2 separate regions of the Arachis hypogaea genome follow, and region 1 is linked to region 2. A link is a contact called in public Hi-C data. All regions are on one chromosome and are shown on one strand. Each heading gives the region's core, a stretch centred on a gene start, on an enhancer-like site or on the middle of the called end of the contact. The rest is flanking DNA. Distances are from core to core; before and after follow the strand shown.

What was found. Hi-C and Micro-C count contacts between places; a contact is called where the count stands out from the background.
Region 1: a contact with region 2 is called in a Hi-C map of leaf, with 3 times the contacts expected there. The contact joins the enhancer-like site here to the promoter of LOC112779308 in region 2. A contact is called at or near these places in 2 of 8 Hi-C or Micro-C datasets (leaf and an unstated tissue).

Annotation. Positions count from the first base shown.
Region 1 is chr19:145,339,109-145,341,903 of arahy.Tifrunner.gnm2.J5K5, forward strand. No RefSeq gene overlaps it. Among protein-coding and RNA genes, the nearest start is that of LOC112778968, 9.8 kb to the left of the region's middle. Within about 2 kb of position 1,398, at least 3 of the 3 cell types and tissues checked have open chromatin away from gene starts, as enhancers often do.
Region 2 is chr19:145,191,974-145,194,910 of arahy.Tifrunner.gnm2.J5K5, forward strand. LOC112779308 (ABC transporter G family member 24) reads right to left here and starts at 1,508. Exons shown (of 14, transcript XM_072227775.1): 1 at 1,258-1,508; 2 at 933-1,161; 3 at 590-666; 4 at 221-493; 5 at 20-83. The coding sequence starts at 1,297.

The sequences.
Region 1 (2,795 bases), core at 148-2,647, 150 kb after region 2:
GGACTTGTATTTGGAGATCTTTGAATAAATCTATGTATTTAATACTATGTGAGTATATATATACCTTGTGGTTAACTGGTTTAAAATAAAGAATCTTCGTTTTCATAAGTAAAAGTTTGATTTGTATTCTCAAAGGCTCAATATTAAATAAAGATAGTATAGAATAAAAAGATTTAGAGGTACGTGACGCCTGGGTTTTTAGTACGATCATGAGGTGCTAAAAGATAGGGTGTTACAGTTACCATTATTATAATGAACTGTGAATGTGACTTAAGAAACTCATTTCTTTATTCATTCAATCCCCTTGGCCAAAGTTTTATTCATCTCAGTCCTTATAATCATAGAGCTCAAACTCTTTACCGAGAGTTGACAGATTCCTTATTAACTAATCATTAACTCTAAGTATTTAAATCATACTTAATATCCATTCAACTAGCACCCTAATGTATTAGGTGTCCGGAATTAAAGTATAATAAATACATTGTCAATTACTATGATAGTCGCAGGTCAAAGGAACTCTATTACTATATTCATTTTGAGAATATCCTATTGACAAATATGCGGTAATTATAACCATTAGAAATTCTCAAAGTGAGTCAGTTCAATGGACATATCTCTATATGCACCATCTATATATATAATTTAATAAATGAGATCTATTAATTTTCATCTAATGAAGACCATTATATATATATTGATCTTTTCGAATTATAATGTCATTTTTAATAATTCTATGACCAAGAACAATTTAGATTAAATTATAAAAGATTTATCTCTCAATATTATAATTACTATCATAATGATAAATTTTTAAATTTAATTAAAAATCTTATTATATTAATATTTTAATATAATAACAATAACAAATTATTTCACACATGATTAATTAAATTATGGTTATACTATTTATTCCCAACATGTTTGCATTGTGATGATGGCTATAAGAGACATTATATGGAACCTGAGTGGTATGATAGTTGAGAAGAATGGCTTGTTAGTTCTGCGTTAGATTTTAGTGTTGGTTTACGTGTTTGAGGAGATGAAGGAGGGGTGCCCCATGATGAAGAACCTAGGTTCCTAGCTACTCTCTAGGCGAGAATGAATGTCCCTCCATAAGGGAAAAAATTTCAAAGTTGTTTTCCTTTTTTTTTTTCAGTTCAACTTAGTAACAACAACCTTTTCCACGATTTTTTGGGGGATGGGTCTGCGCAAAAAGATACAACAACAAGAAAGAAGACCCAAGAACATGTATAGGAAAAATATTGCACTTAAGGTTCTGGGCCTATGGGCTTTGGCTGGGAGGCTGTCATTAAACAGCTTGGGCGTATAGGGCAAAGAAGTAGAAGTTGGACAACTTGGTAAGCCCAATAAAGAAAAAGTACCAACTCTGCTTGAGCCACTTATAAGATAGAGCCCAATAACTTGGTATGAACCCTTTTTTAGTGTTGTGTATAGAGTGGATGAGTTGTTATATGACCATAAAAAAACTAAATAACTTCTTTTTGGTACATAATATTTGGATTAACTTTAATAAATTAAAGCCTCTAATAACTTGATATATACTAGTTATTTGTGCTTCTTATTTTACGGGATTAACATATTAAATAGAGATTATTTTATGTGCTTCTTCTTAATATCAGCTACTTGTTATATATATATATATATAAAAAAACTATTTTTTGACTTGTTAAAATTTACAAAAATGAAAATATCTCACAACATATACTTATGAGTTTTAACCAAATTGTGTCTATTTCGAAATATCACTTTATATGATGAAAAAGAATAGGGAATCAATGCTTTTTGTGAACAAATTGAGAAATCAACTAATGTTGGTAAAAATACAAGACAAATATAAAAAAAAAAAAAATTAATCACCCACTTTTTTTTTCCTGTTAAAAATAGATAGCATAACAACAGAATGAATTTTATACGACAAATTCTATAATTATTATTGAAACCTCTTTAGACCAAAAAAAAAATCAAGTGAATTGAATTCTAAACCGGGCCACATGGTAGTGTACCTGATGTGTCGTAGATAAGATAAGAAATTTATTCCATTTGGCATTTATGTTCTTGTGGCCTATCACTGACTCAACCACCATTTTGTACCTCCTCTTAGTTTTTATTTTGGGTTTTGTCTTTTGTCTATTAATTTCAAAAGTACGGCAGAAGCTCACAAATCAAAAAGATAAGAGACAACCCACGGCTCTGTATTTTTCATATGGGGGTGATAGTAGTAGTATTTTTTAGTAAGGTAGAAAGTTTGTGTGTTTTTTATTTGTATAGATATTATAAATTTGAGGATTAAATTTGTGGTATTTTTTTTTTTTTTTGTTGATATCACAAATTTAAAGATTAAATTTGTAATTTTTAAATTTTTTAAAAAAAATGCAAATTTAAAGGTTAGATTTAAATTTTTTTATTTTAAATTTTTTTGAATATATAGATTTGACCCTCAGATTTGTACCACTATAAAACCTGAGCCTCAAATTTTTCTATTTTTCTAAATCTGAAGGTATGATTTATTACTTAAAATTAAAAAAATATATATATAAAAAATACACCAATTATTTATAATAATAAATTACACACAATCTTTTTTTGTATTAAAAAAAATTAGCCACAACCCACAGTCCCACTCCCACAAATTATTATTATTATTAGAATTTTATTGATTTGTGTTTTATATTATAAAAAATATTTTATAAAAATTTATTTTTTTTGTTTTTAATGTATTAAATATATTATAAATATTAAAAAAAATTTATTATTATATTTTTAAAATATCATCA
Region 2 (2,937 bases), core at 258-2,757:
GGGATAGGAATAGACTCACGGTTCGCATACACCGGTTGCTTTGTTTAGTTTAGCAAGAGGGCAGTAGGAACCTAAAGGGCACGCTGTGAGAGAAGAATTTCAAGTAGAGAGGAACCAGACACAGATTTAGCAGAGATAGGCAACAATTAGTGTTACTACTTCTAATGTTATTGTACATAGAAACTACAAATGATTCATAAAGATTGTTGTTTATACTTACGGATCATGCAAGTGATACCATGAGGGCAGAAAAATCCTTCACAACAAGGTTGGCAGTTAGAAGTTCTTGCAGGAATCTCCTTTGAATTTCTAAGGTCAACCTTCTGGGATGAAGGAACACTGCAGGCCCAACCCGGCTCGCAACCGGCGAACCATGAAGTTAAATTGCAGTTCTTGTTAGGCTTCAAATAATTGGCACTTGTAGATCTCTCCAACAAACTGCTTAGGTAAAACTTCACCTCTGCTGCTGTACACAAACGCCTTGTGACATCTCCTGTTTCAATAATCAGATTCAAAATAATCAAGATCAATATACACCTTGAATGTTACATTGATTCATAAAAGGTGTTGTGATTCTTAGCAATCATACCTTTAGTCTTCTTAATGCAAGAAGCCAGGAAACTCAAATCTGATGAGAAATTAAATGCTTGGTTCCAATCAGCATCCCTTAAACAATAAATCTATAAACCGTTATAAAGATCAATTTCTGTGCGCCAATTGAACAAAAGAACTCAAATTCCATTTTTCTCTCATCCATGGAATTCCTCTTGATTGGTTTAATTCTTGTTGCAAATAAAATTACGAAGTGTGAACATTTTTCAATTATGAACATTTAAAGCATATACAAGACTTAAAATTTGAGCATAACTAGCTCAGAACATTACCAAAATTGAATCAAAACGAATCAATAATCAAAGAAAGAAAGTGCTTACGGATCTTTGACACAGAAAGTGGAGTGAGTGGTAATTTCCTGGCTGAGAAGTGAAGTCAAATTGGAAAGTCTACTATAGACAAGCTGAGTAACAAGTGGAAGAACAGAAGGGTTATCAATTTGGTCATAGTCATTCACTTCTTGGCATTGAACCACAAAGGGTAACCAAAGAAACAGCCATAGCAGATGCTTTGAGCTGCTCCACTTTCTCATCATTGATATGGAACAACCTGATTGATGGAAGGAAATTATGAAAGCTCAACTATTTATGAAGAGCTTTTGATTCATTTAGGAAGAGAGGGGAATGAATTTGATGCTATGCTTGCCTTCAAGGGATGCCAAATTCTTGTACACCTTCCCATTCATGCATATGTTGGTTCAACCTATCAAACTTGTTTATACATTAAATTATTAAATTGTTCTTAATATGTTATTTATATATGTTGAGAAAAATAATATTATAATAACCCATAAAATTAGGAAATGAGAAGTGCACATTGAAGAAGTTATCGGAATAAGAATTAATCTGTGGAGAATCTGAATTTAATTATTGGGTCTTGTTCGTGTTTAATGAGTTATCATGTACGCAAATTAAGATCTGAACATATACTTAAACAAACAAAAAAGTGTGCATATGAAAACTCAAATTGGTAAGTAGTTGATGAAGATATTAGTATCTTTGACTTTAGATGCAATATAAATTTTGATGAGAATGAGAAGTGAGGAAGTGATGGTGGGTCCCAAAAAGGATATCAGATCACGTTCGAACGAGGACACAACATACAAGTACAGTGAACTCAACACAACAATGTCCTTTAAAACCATCATGAAGACAGCCGTTTTATTGTCCGAAAAGGAAAGAAAGTCCGTTAATTTAGCCTCAAGTTTTGGTCAACTTATCGGATTCCGTAGTCATACTAAACTTATAAGATTTTTACATAAAATTAAAAATAAATAATCATTTTTTATCATCAAAAATTCAAATAATAATAAAACTAACCATTAATCATTCAAATAAGTATTGTATCTATGATTATATTCATTTGACAATTCTAATTAAATATTATTCTATAAAATATTAAGAATGATAAACAAGTCAAAATTCAGCGGACCAACTTAACTCTGTACCGTCTAATTCATAAGTTTTGGTGGATTTCGGCGGGGCAGGCTTATCCATTGAATCCTCCGTTCTACAAAAAGATGAATATGATAATTGAATTTAAAAAATTATTTTTATTTGTATTTAAAATGTTTGTCCGTTTTATTTTAAGTTATAATTAGAATTATATTTGATTGATTAGAAATTTGGACAATGTTTAATTTAATTATATATTTTGGATAATTAGACAATGTCAGTTGTATTATTTATTTCAAAAAACTTGGTTAATGATTATGTTTATTAGATATTTAGAATTATAAAAACTTTAGTATTTGTGAATTTAAAAATTATAATTTTTTGTCTTTAGAAATTATAAGTTTGTAAAATTATATATTTATTTTAATATTTAATAACTTAATAATTAAAAAAATAAAAATTGGCCAAAAAAAAAAAGCGAAAATTGATGGGCTTAACCCGCCACTCTGCCGTTAAGCTGGGTGGACTAATCCGTTTGTCACTCTTATAAAATATAGATAAAAGGAAAAATCGGTCCCTGAACTTTTTTTTGGAAGACATTTTCGTCCTCGACGATTGGAAAATACAATGATGTCCCTCACCCTTCAAAATTGTGGACAAATCTATCCCCCCATTAAACTCAGCCCGTTAGCCCCATCGGAAAATGCTGAGGTGGTTGTCGTGGCTCTGACGTGGACGTAACGGGATGACACGTTGACAAATCCTAATATGTCCTATTTTCAGAAAGTCTTGCCAACATGTCATCCTGTTACGTCCACGTCAGAGCCACGGCAGCCACTTCAGCATTTTTCGACGGGGCTAACGGGCTGAGTTTAACGGGGGATAGATTTGTCCACAATTTTAAAGGGTCAGGGACATCATTGTATTTTCC